2 separate regions of the Triticum aestivum genome follow, and region 1 is linked to region 2. A link is a contact called in public Hi-C data. All regions are on one chromosome and are shown on one strand. Each heading gives the region's core, a stretch centred on a gene start, on an enhancer-like site or on the middle of the called end of the contact. The rest is flanking DNA. Distances are from core to core; before and after follow the strand shown.

Region 1 (6,159 bases), core at 1,076-3,575, 610 kb before region 2:
CACTCGACAGATTCAAGACACTCGACCACGAAGCAATCACTTGACCAAATTCCAACCACTCGACTGCCAGGGGATCTAAAGTCACCCTGCCCGCAAACGGTCGGTCATTAAGTAGCTTTTATGGTCATCATAGCACTTTATTAGGGGCGTTACCAGTAACCCCCAATCTTAATGTACTTTAAACCTTGCATTACTGAGGGCTGGAGGGGCCTGGCGAACTCTATATAAGCCACCCCCCTCCTCAGTATCAAGGGTTGGCACCCCTGTTATTCATACACACATAATTCAGTCGACCGCCTCCGGGCACCGAGACGTAGGGCTGTTACTTCCTCCGAGAAGGGCCTGAACTCGTAATCCTCCTGTGCTTACAACTCCTCCATAGCTAAGATCTAGCCTCTCCATACATACCCCCCTACATCACTGTCAGAGTTAGAACCACGACGACGCCTTTCACCATTTGCAACAGAGGTCTCGTTGCAGAAATCTTTACAACACATGTCTTGTTACAGAAAACTTTTGCAATGAAGGTCTTGTTGCAGAAAAACTTTACAACAATGGTAATGTTGTAGATTTTTCTTAATCTTCGCCTTCATATGATGTTACGGAAGAAATGTTTTACAACATGATTGATGTTCCAGAAAATCTTTCAACAGAGAGGAAGTTGCAAAAAAAGCGTGTTCGCCGCGAGCTCTACTAGATGGTGGTGACGGAGGATCAACACCGCACGTCCCCGCCCTTGCGCCGCCGTCTCTGTTGGAAAAGGCAGTGCCTAGGAGGCGCTTAGGCACGCCTAGGCGCTAGGGAATGGCCAAATGCCTCGCCTAGGGCATAAATGGAGCTCTAGGCAGGGCAAGCAAGGAATTACCTACCCAAGCAAGAAATCATGCCACATACAATGCTGATATGGCAAACGGGTTATATTCTAATGACATTAGACGGTAATTAACTTATTTATATGCCCTAAACTAATATCAACACCCATATAATAATCACAAAAAACACTACGAGTAAAAACTATATTACTGCCTAGGCCGCACCTAGGACGCTTAGGCACCGCCTAGGCACTAGGCGAAGGCCAATCGCCTCGCTTACGCCTACCGCTTTTTCCTACCCCGCCGCCGACGGAGACTCGTCATTGTGAAGATCGCCTCCAACCCCGCTGGACCTCGCAGAGCCGAGCCCCCGCCGCTCGCGGACGTCCCCGCCTCCTGCCTGCACGGCGTCCTCGTCGGATCCGGCGAGAACCGGCCGGAACTCGCCGCCGTCGCCCTCCCAGATGCACGTGTCTCAGCCCCTGCCAGTCCTGGACGTCCCTACATGCCATCCTCGTCGGATCCGGTGAGATCCGGCCGGAATCCTCGTCGTTGCCACCCTCCCAGTCGCACGGTGTCCGCCACTACAGGATTTAACCCCTCTTTGGTGGCCAGTTGCGAACTCTCTTTTTCTGAAACAAAGGCTCAATTGCAGAAAACGTGAACACAAAAGGGCTTGCTTTCGACCCTATGATGAAGAGTCAATCTAAAGGACGCGGAGGCGACGGACGCTCGCACGAGATTGGTCGGCTGAAGGTAAGTTTTTCCCAAGTTCCTCTGGTCTCTGCATGAGGTAATGATATGACATTACGGCGACCGGTGCTTCTGGGATTACCTCGTAGCTCAGGCAAAGTAACATCGTGCGTTTCTCTGACCTTGTAGATCCCTCTGGCTGCTTTCTTTGAATCTTTATCTCTTGCTACAGAAGAGCCGTCCGTATCAAGGCTTAATTTGACAATGAGGCCGCCCCGTGATGCATGCAAACCATCCCATCGGGTTGATAATCAAGGAGGCCGCCCGGCCCGTGATGCACGACGTACCCATGACGACGATGCCCCGGCGCCGGTGGTCGGCAAGCACAGTCGTACTCCTATCTCAGAAACGATCAAGCCGACCAATCTACTCGTAGGCCGGAAGGAAAAGTACTGCAGATAATTATGAAGCCAGAAAAGAAGGAACAGCACCGACGAGAAACAGCGAAAGAGACCACAGACAGGTCAGGGCGCCGGTGCAGTCGATCACAGCCGTCGATCAGTCGTCCCACGCGTCCGTGCTGGCCGCGGGCCCCGGCGGCGCCACGAGGGACACGTTCCCGGGCAGCGCAGCAGGCCAGCAGCAGATCCCACGTCCGCGCCATGATTGGGAACACCGATGAGCCGGCCCCGGATAAAGCCGCGATCGAGTGCGTCGGAAGGGAAGGTATCCAACCTCTCATATATTTTTTCACTGAAACAATATACGATCTGCCATTTGATGCGCATATATTAAGCGAGGGAAACGGCGCGGCAGCCAATGGGCGCGGCTCTGGATCTCGCCATCGTCTCTAGCGTCTCTTTCTTTTATACCGCCACCTGACTTGTGACTTGTCCCGCCTTCTCTTCTTCTCCCTCCCTCCCTCCCTCCACTTTCTCCACGGGCTTCATTACGCCCCGCGCCTTCTTGTTGCGGGTCACGCACTCTTCCGTCTCCGCCAGCACAGAGGAGAAGCAGGGGAGAGGAGGAGCAGAGCAGGCGATTCTTCGCGGCGAAGGGGCGCCGAGTCGAACCAAGGCCGTCAGGTAATCTCGAGCTCCATCTCGGGCAGCACATGAGCCGCCTGTTGCGCTGCTTGTTAATTTGCATTCCATTCGTTCTCGTTTCCCGTCCAAACTTGCGGTTACTTCTTAGCACATGGATGGATGCTGATGGGGCGAGCATGCTCATGCCCGGACCATGCTCATTGATTCTCCAAGAGCAGTACGCTATGCCGATGCTGCTGGTAGTTTTTTTCTTCGAGTTATATGCTGGTAATCTTTTGAATTAGATAGGGCGATGGGTGTGGCCACAAGTGTTCTACGTACGTCATCTAAGAACTGCTAGTACTGCTTAATTTCTCCCAACAACAGAAATAACGGCAAACAAACACAAGGCCAAGCTCGATCCCGACGTGCCAGCCACACGGCGAGCCTCTCAGTTGTCCTCGTGCATCCCTTCATGGCCTCGGCGTGACGTGAAATTGTGATAGGAAAGCATACGGGGCACAAAATTTGAAAAGAAGTACAGGATGTAAAAATAAAAACTGAAAAAAATTATACGAATGTCCATGCAAAATCAAAGGAAGATAGTATAGACCAAGACCTGGCAAAAACTGAAAAGAAAACTACATGGTCTATTTTCTCTCTCTACAGGAGATATCTCAGCCATCATGGTCTAGAACTCGTTCTGCTGCTGCCTCTACTGCACATTGGTAGACTATACACGTTGCAACACGTACATTCAGCAAGTTACCTTAGTGCCCTTTTTGTAGCATTCTGTTGCCCTGCTCATTTGATTGAGCCTTGTCATCGAACTCTATATAACATCTACTATACCGAGCAGTGGATTAGCTGAGTTCGTATAGAAGTATTAAAAAGAGATAGTAGGATGTGATTACTCCTAGCTCTCTTTTGAGCGACTTTTCTTGTCCTCTTGTCCACATGTGGGAAGGATAAAGATGAAGGAGATGAACGAAACAGTCCGCTGATTGATCGATCCGGAAAGGCAACTGGAGGATCGAGTTAACAATGATGAGATGAGCCGTGAGTGGGCGGCAAAGCTGGCCGCGACGTGTGGACTCGAACCCTATTCTTCTCTTCCGGGCGTTGGAAAGAAAGATCTCGAACCCGATTCGTCCCGTTGAAGCGGGAATCCACCGCCTTTACACGTGCAACAGTAGTTGGGAGGCCGCTAGTGTATGGCTGCCAATTTGACCCTGTTTTTAGGACTCCTTAATTTAATTGAGAATGACAGGCGTGCGGCGGTGTGCAAGAATGGAACTCCATCCCTTTCGTGCTAACACGGGACGTAGAAAATGGCTTTTGCTTCTGTTAGGGGATGGCTAAGATGGACTCGTACGTGCGTGACGTTGTAATGGCAGTGAACAGTGATCTCAACCCATGTCGCCATAACTAGGTTACTTCCTCTCCTCGACTTGATTTCGGTTTGGCGCGAAACCAGTACAGACCCATACAAGAGACAGACAGCCGGCGTCTTTATCTGAATGAATAGTGGAGGAGTACCTCTCTCTCGCCTGCACCGGATATCACCGGCAAGCTAGGCGGGCCCACCAGCGCCCGTTGTTTTCTTCCCTACCGGCGGGCATCGTGAGCTTCACATATTTTCTCTTCTTTTCCGCCCGTTTATTACCTGCCAGAGAGAGCACCTGACAATTAGGCCAACTCCACCGCGCGACCCCAAACGGACGTCTGTTTTGTCCGGTTTTTGTCCATTTGGGTAGGGATTTGGGATCGTGTCCGGGCCTGTCCTGGGATGCGGTGGCCGTGCGCCCAGCGCGCGGCCGCATCCTTTTGCCTCATTCTGTCCGCGTCTATTTAAAAAAAAAGACGTTTCAAATGCCAAGCCCCAGTTCACGACCCGAGTTCATCACGCCGGCAACAAAGCCAGCGGCCTACACGACCATCACCGGCAACACAGCCAGCGGCCGGCAACACAGTCAGCCTTCAAAATGAATAGTTGTCCTCACCGGCAACACAGCCAGCGGCCGGCAACACAGCCGGCCTCCAAAATAAATGTTTTTTCGCCGGCACACTGCCAGCGGCCTGGGCGGCACCCATGCTAGCCTCCAAAAAAAATGGCCACGCCAATCGGACAACCTAGTTCAGGCCTTCGGCGTCGAGCATCTCCTTCTGCTTGGCCTCGAACCAGGCCCTCGTCTTGTCGCTCATCTTCGACAAGTCCACGCTCATGATCGCAAGGGCCACCTCCTTCGCTTTGGTGGCGGCATTGGTGGCCTCGATGTCGAGCTGCCTCTGCCTGGCCTTGACGTCGTCGGCCTCTTCATCGGGCACGTACTGGGCGCGGCCATCCTGACTTTGGATCTCATCAGGGTCGTAGGCACGGGCATGCCCACCCTGGAAGATCATGTTCTCCATGTACTGGTTGTAGAAGGGGTCGTCCACCGTCGGCGTTGAGGTTGGCATTTCGTCAAACAACACGCGGGGGGCCGGCATGGTGCCCGTGAATGGTGCACGCGCCTGCTTTCTTTGCATCTCGACGGAAGGCCGCCCGCCGCTGCTGGACCCAGGCGTCACGTTGAGGTCGATGACGGCCGCGGGGCGTGGTGTGGACGGCGCGAACAAGCCCACGTCCGGCGACGCCGAGAAACGGGTCTGGTCGTCGTGCCTGGGTGGAGGAAAACCGAGCGACATGGGCGCGGCGCGCGACGTCGGCGACTGGCAGTGCGTAGGCCGGGCGACCGACGAGCCTGTGCTCGTCGGGCCAACGGCCGCTGCATGGAACCCCGCCGAACGGCCCATGCCAAGCATGAGGATGGCGTGCGCTTTGTTGACGAGGTCTTCCTTCTCGTCAGCAGCGGCCTTGCGCCGCGCGGCCTCCAGCTCCTCGCGCTGGGCGGCGAACTTGGCCGCGGCGGCATTCATCTTGAGGGCCGCTCTCCGTTCCCTCCTCTTCGCCGATTCCGCGTCCAACTTGGCGATCTCCTCCGGCGTGTACTCCAACCGCGGCTTCCTTGGCACCTTTTTTTCACCTTTGCGGTCGGGTCGACGGCCAAGCCGCCGGAACTCGGCGGGGCGTCGGCCATGGACGGGGGAGAGAAGGGGGGGGGAGGGACGTGGGAGGGTTTAGGGAAAATGGTGCCAAATGGCCGTCGGGGGGTTTTTGGTTTCTCCCACCGACAAGCGGGCCAGGGAAGGACAAGCGCGTGCGTCCCGTCCGTTCGCGCGCTGTCCGTTTCACCCCAAAACCGGCGCAAGTTTGGGCCGGGGATGGGTCGAAAGCGGACACAAAGCGGACAAAAGTCCGTTTGCTCCCGCACGCTGGGCCGTTTTTTTATCCTTTTTACCTTAAAAGGACGAGGCCGGATAGAATAGGGTCGCGCGGTGGAGTTCGCCAGCGGCCGAGGTACGGGTAGGTCGTGAGAAATCATGCGGCGCACGCACGTGAACGGCTCCCCCGCCATTTCCGTCGGGTCGCCGCGACAGCAGCGTCGCTCGCTGGCCGTGGCCGGCCAAATTTCCGTAGGCCGGCGTGCGCGTGCCAGGGCCCAGGGCCCAGGGCCGCCCATAAAAGGCGCAGCGCTTGTCCGCTGGCCCTCGCTGGTTCGCCAGCGCGATGGCCCGTCCGTTTCCTG
Region 2 (6,754 bases), core at 2,350-4,849:
GGAAAATACAGAAAGTAAATTACAAGGAAAGAGTGTTATTGGACCAAACTGATTATCAGTTGTGTTACGGTAGAATTTATAGAAGGTGTCCCAGTGGCTGCTCTGCAATGCGAAGGAAAACCATTATAAGTTGGTAAAATCTGCAACTGTTTTGTGAAATAAACTTGAAGTGCCTCAGAAAGAAAGGCGGATGAGCAGGCATTTCTGGAAGTATCTGATGATGTCAAGAAAACTAATACTGAGTACAAATAAGCAGCTGAGCACCGTAAGTACCTTTATTTCATCTCCTCGGAGGCGCTTCATTTTTAAGTTCTGAGCAGGAATCTGAAAAGCAGGATAAAAATATAAATGTTATTTATATCCAAAATTTGAAAAGGGAATCCAAAACAAAGGCAAACCTTTTTACGTTCTTGTCTGATATTCTTCCGTTTGGGCTGCTTCAAATCCATCAAAAAATCATCAAAACTGAAGGGTGGAACAAAGAGATATCAGTAAATATTGATATATCATAATCACATAATCAGTAGAATGTAAGCTCATAAAATTTCCAAAAGTAGCAAATGAGGGCAATGGCATGATCGTAAATCCCAAGGTAGAATGTTTATACTTTTAACATAGGGACTTGCATTTCTTGCATGTAAGCTCTTATCTACAATTATCTGCCGACATCAACTATTCCATTGGGATGGTCATGCAGATGTAAAAATCCAAACAGGGGGGAAACAATATCATAACCGCCAAGAAATGTCTGAGAAGATTGTATTACTAGCTTGAACACCACACTGCCCAAATAAACTCCCAGATAAAATGAAAGAAAAGGTATATCAAGTTATCAACAATCTGGGATCTTGATATGTTAACAAGTGTGGAAGGTTGTTGAAAAGAAAATCCTGGAGGTTGCATTATTGTGATGAAAATTGTAGGTGCCCCTTGTTTGTGATGTAATCCTGTTAATATGTCTACCAGGCCGTGCTTATGACTAAATGTGGGCCCTGAGTCATAGCCTTATGTGGTCAGAAGAGCACTTTAAACCACTGCAATCCAGAAGTTCTATAAATCTCATGTTAACGTACCATTTGTAATTCCGGTTTGTCCAATGGTATTGCAGCCCAATCCTTTGCAACAATCCACTATCCTTCAACTTGCTAAATTCACCTTCAGATGGAAAAGTTATATGCAGTGATGACACATTCAGCTGAAATGCAGCAGAAAACAAAAGATTGTCAATTCGTCCAGTGGATCGGAGGGTTTCCACCTATTTAAGAGTCACAGAAGCTATCCATGAAATAAAAAAATGTATAGGCAAATTACATGCTATTATAACATTGTATACCCCAAAATCGAAATTAGCAAACACCATGAAGATTCAGCAGGTCTAAAGAGACTCTGACTATAAAACTCTCATTCACTTATCTCTGTTAGACAATTCAATAAAGACAAAGCATCGATTTCGAAACATTAGCTGCAAGAAGACAACAGAGCCTTCCAATTCAGTGAACTAAACCTGGTGGCTTGTTGTATTCATTGGAAATGACAACAAAATTAGAGTAAATGAAAAGACAACTGATTCATAAATTGATGAGTAATGATTCCTATTGAATATCAAAATGTCATATTGCCATTGCCATATGAAGCAAAGCACAACCATACAATAGCATTTTGTAACTTTTGCTACAATTATTCGGCAGCCAAGAGACTGTTAACAATATATTGCTAGAATTCTGACTTCACTACCTTGGTAGCCAAATTCTTCAAAGCTTTTACTAAAGCATCAAAAACTTGATCCCGGTAGGATGTATTCCGAAGTAATATTCTTTGACCAGTTACTGGAGTAAAAGGGACACAAGACTGCAACTTTGGATAGTATTCAAGTCCATAGCTGTGGTAAGCTTCCGCCCATGACTGATCGAATACAAACTCACCCCTAGAATGGCTGCAAATGCACATTGTGGTTGTTCAGCCAATGAACGAGATGAAGGGAAGTGTACAGAAATTAGGGAAACGGTAGTGATATTGTGTTAATGATGTTAAACCTTTTAAGGTAAAGCGGAATAACACCTAAAATATTTTCGTTCTTGTCCCGTGCAACAACATGCAGGGGTAACCACCCTGTTTCCTGAAATGAGTACAGGACATGACAGTTTCAAGGAGGCTCATAACAATTATAAATTGTAGGGCCCATGCTTATTGGGATAGAACAAAAGTTAGAGATATTAGGTATTGAAATTTCTGGGAGTATATTAACACGACTAAATGAACCATGAAATGAGTATAAAGTCTGATAGTGGGTGTACGGAATCAAGAAATGGTGCTTTATATGCTCACCTTCACCGCAGAACCCGATTCCTCTAAGCTTGAGAGAAATGCATGTGTAAGAAAAGGATTAAACTTTTCAGGCTCAACTGAATCAACTGCACATGCATCCCACTCTGCCGGAGGTATGTCCATGATAGAAGAGACAACAGAAATCGATACCTCGCGTGGCTTTGTGTCCACCTAAAATCAAGAAATCGTTAAGAAAGCCATGAATCAGGCGCACAAGTCCTGGAAAAAGAGTTGACTCAAGAAAAACAGAAACACCTCTGAGGCTGACCCTGTGAGAGTGTACGATTCAGCAGAAGGGATCAATTCACGAGTCCTCGAATATCTATCTCCCTTGATCCACCCAAAAAGTGCAGTAACTTTTAAGCGTGAAGCCGAGCTTGGGGAGCCCATGTTGGAAGGTGAATACTCCTGCAAATCATTGTGGATGAAATGAATAAGCAAAGGCTTGGGAACAGAATTTGGCACAAAATAAGAAACATCACACTGGACAAGAATTACACAAATTCCAGAATGGATATCATTTGTAGACGGATCGGAGTGTATAGGAGTACATGATTCATTTCTCTAATGTTTAATAGAACACCGTGTTCATAAGGGTGTAGATACTTAAATCGGAAACAGTCATCATATCGGTATTGGTTTTATGTATATATATATATATATAATGTGACAGGAACAACTCTCTAACTGCCAGTTTCACCGCGCTTATTATCACACAAACCAAATCCTACTAGCCTCAAGCCTACACGTAATGGTCCTGTCCACTCACTTTAAGTGGAGCCAATCCAAGAGCAACCGATTCCCTAATGTTACTGACTCGACAACGGTAGTCAAACTCTGCTGGACTAGCTGGATCGCTCCAAGAGGATTTGACATTCCACAATCGAAGCACAGAATTCCGCCATCAAAGCGCGGAAATTATTAGGCCGACACACCAAATCAGAAGGCGCAGATACGGGCCTAAACAATTTCGGCCGGGGGGCGCCACGGGAGCGACGGGAGTGGGCACTCACGTGACGGCGGGGACGGCGGCGAGGGGCGGAGGCGAGGACGGTGGGGGACGGGCGCCGCATCGCCACCGCCGGCGAGGCCATCGCTGCCTGCCTCCGACTGCTCGGAGCTCCGCGGAGGCGTGCACAGTTTCGGGGGAGGGAGCGAGCAGTGGGAGTGTCTCACTGACACCTGGGCCCAGTACGCAGGGTTTCTGTATGGCATCGACCGGACGGCGGCCACAGAGCGTGTCGTAAAATCTGTAGCCACGTGGCAAATTCCTGAACAATGAACCGCTGTGCCTCCCGTTTTATCTTCTCTTCGTTTTTTCCCTCTCAATTCCTTTCGTAAAGATTACTTTACAGTCCCTCTAAAGGTGACGTCAATTTAGGACTTTATTTTGCCAGAAAATTACGGAGGCGATGTCACGATATTGGTAGAGTGACAAGGAAAACCAAAAGCAAATACACTGGTTTGCCTAGTGAAAAATGAATGTGACTAAAGAAAAGAGTTATGCGGTTTTGTACTTTAATAGGACCCTACTAGTACTGGGAAACAAGTTTGGCGTCCTATCGAGAATAACCCATTTTTATTGCAAAAAAAACTCATTTTTGTATGTCAGAGTTCTACACCCTATATATTTCCAGATGGTAAATTTTGATGCAACCTTGACAAACAGCTCATTTTATATTTGGCACAACATATGATATGAAATTCAAACCTTCAGAAAAGGCTACATGTGAATTATGGAAGGTAGAAGATGGCGAAAATATACATATATGTTATATCCTTCGATCCCCTCGAGCAATTCAAGGAAAAGTCATGGCGAAAATATACTCACCAAAGCCCACGAACTGATTTACCCTTACACTAGAAGGTGGATAGAGGAAAGAATAGAAGTGAGAGGAGACTCCCTAGTAAAAATCAATTAGCACGACGTTGGATTTCATGAACGGCGCAGCAACAGCTGTCGCCAACGATCTTTGGTCCCCTCGCCTCCGGCTGCCATCTTAGCGCTGCGAGCTAGGGGGACTTCACATCTTCAAGATTTTTATGTTCCTCTTCAACATCTAGTGATTTTTGTATTTTGTAAGAATAAAAGTACTGTCATTCTTTTTTGGCGGTGTTATGAAGTTAGAGTTTTTTGTCCTCGCACATCCGATTATTCGGATCTGATGTGTTTATGTTGGTGTGTCAAGCTTTTTTAGTTGGTTTGACTAGAACAATGCCCGTGCGTTGCAACGGGATATAAATATTCTAATACGTTAACTTGTGATTTACCTGTCAATAATAATGCGATTGTGTAAATAAATGTTCATCAAATTCTGACGATGAATTACCTTATATTTTGATTAAAAGTTTGATAAGTAAATTAAAGTGAAATTGGTTCAAAAGGTAAGTAAATTAAGGTTCAGAAGGTAAGTAAATTAAAGTGGAATTGGTTCAGAAGGTTCTGAACCAATTGCTAGGCCTCCAAGGTATCCACCCGTACGAGGAGTAGCGTCGGGCTGCGGACTGCTAGGTCTGGTTGCAAGGCATAGGGGCATTGGGAGTGGCGGCGGTTGTGGTAGGGAGAAAAATATCAAACATAAAAGGTGCACCTCACTCCCCTTTATATACACCTCCGACGCAGGCTCGACACTTGGCCCACTAGGAGTCCACACCAATTTCCACTCGGATCCAATCTGAATGGGCTCCTGCCTAGTGTGCAACATTTTTCCAAACCGTGTTGCTCACGAGTTAGGTAGTATGGTTAGGGTTTGTGGACGAAGAATCCTCCCCGGTTTATTACCGGTTGGTTTTTGAATGATGTGTCCTTTTTCTTAACTTAAATGATGTACCCTAGTTTGCCCCATTCCTAATGCAGTGCATATAGATTTTTTGAGAAGTCAACTTTGCAAATTTTGATAAAGTTTACAGAGAAAACTATTTATATCTATAATACCAAAAAAAATAAAAATAGAACTACATCTTATGACGAATCTAATGACATATGTTTGGCTTTCTACATGTAATTGTTTTCCTCCACAAACTTGGTCAAAGTTTGTGAGGTTTGAGTTTTCAAAAAATCTATATGCATTACATTATGGAACGGAGGAAGTGCGAAATAAAGCTAAGCCATGATGACATTTCCTAAAAGAACCTAAGTTTTTTTTTTTGCTTTCTTCTTCTTTCACTTCTTTTCTTCTCCTCTTATTTTTTATTGCACTGCACATGATCCAATGCAATGTTTTGCATAGGGCAAAAGATAGAAAAAACTGCCAAGCGAAATTCTGAGGCATTCAAATCATAGAGTAATCAGGAGCCTTGGTTGCAGCAGTAAGCAAAAATAACAGTACATTGTGGCCTTGATTGTCATCCTGTATATAGTTACATACAATTATGCATCTCTTGTCAGGTGGCTACACAATAACATTAGTATCTGTAAAACTTGTTACATTCAAGATACAACAAAAAAGGAGACCCATACGGACTAGCCCCTACGACAATTTATTAAGAAAAACTAAAATCAGGCACGCACCCTGCGGAACACAAGGCTCGGACGATGGTGAAAGGCTGGGCGCGCAGCTGGTAGCGCATCACTAGCCAACTGGTCGACGCCTAGTTCCCACATTCAAGATACACGAACTACAAGTTGCCCAAGTTTCTACGTTCTATTTCGTTGACAGCACATTTCACAGAAATTTATTTGCCGAACAACGGAACTTGATGGAATGGTTTCAGTCTTGCACAGGTTTACCCGCGGCGAAATTTAGGGCGGACAGAGAAAACACCAGGCCTCAGCTCCTCAAATCGGTACCCATTTTCAATAAGGAAGCCCCTGACTGCAGCAGGCAGTGAAGCCTGTCCTTTGCTGTGCCTGCCAATCCCTGTAAGATGCAAAACAATAAGATCTCGCTTAATCTGGTGTTGCTTACACAAGGTACGGCTACAAAAGAGTAGTGATGCCCTCATGTGGCAGTGATTGCGGTAACAAGAAGTTTCGAGTAATTAACAAATAAGTTAATAGAGGGCAATATATTACCTGTGATCACCTCTAAGACAGACTGTCTAGGGCGAAGAAACACCACCACTTTCTCTGCTGCCACCTCATTTGGGACAGCAATTGTGGGTTCAGACTTATCTAATTCATCAGTTGAAGTTGGATTATTCCCTGGTGGCTGGAACTCTAACATGTGAAGATGCCTCTCCAATGCAGTTACAGCCTCTGATGCATGTAGACCATGCATGTCTATCTTCCAAATGTTATTGTTGCTGTTCCTGAGATGAAATATTTCTTCTGCTGCCTTATTATTTAACTTTTCAGCAGCCAACCACTCTTCTTGAGCTCTGAGGGAGAGTTCCTTGGCAGCAGCATGGTCACCTCTGAAGAATGCATTGCTGGCAGCCTGAGAATGCTTTGTGGCAGCCCTATGACCAAAAGGAAACACAATGGGTC

The links. A called contact is a pair of places that touch in the nucleus more often than the background predicts.
Region 1: a contact with region 2 is called in a Hi-C map of leaf, with 8 times the contacts expected there. The contact joins the promoter of LOC123189297 here to the promoter of LOC123189295 in region 2. A contact is called at or near these places in 3 of 5 Hi-C or Micro-C datasets (all in leaf) and 1 of 1 datasets of contacts at active chromatin or transcription factors (leaf).

The regions. Positions count from the first base shown.
Region 1 is chr2A:537,327,476-537,333,634 of IWGSC CS RefSeq v2.1, reverse strand. It overlaps LOC123189297 (chloride channel protein CLC-c), which reads left to right and starts at 2,325. Exons shown (of 8, transcript XM_044601686.1): 1 at 2,325-2,590.
Region 2 is chr2A:536,718,655-536,725,408 of IWGSC CS RefSeq v2.1, reverse strand. It overlaps LOC123189295, which reads right to left and starts at 3,599. Exons shown (of 12, transcript XM_044601684.1): 1 at 3,339-3,599; 2 at 2,581-2,733; 3 at 2,326-2,496; 4 at 2,034-2,116; 5 at 1,735-1,933; 6 at 1,074-1,195; 7 at 399-465; 8 at 274-324; 9 at 50-102. The coding sequence starts at 3,419. It overlaps LOC123189294, which reads right to left. Exons shown (of 4, transcript XM_044601683.1): 3 at 6,341-6,726; 4 at 5,636-6,185. The coding sequence ends at 6,052.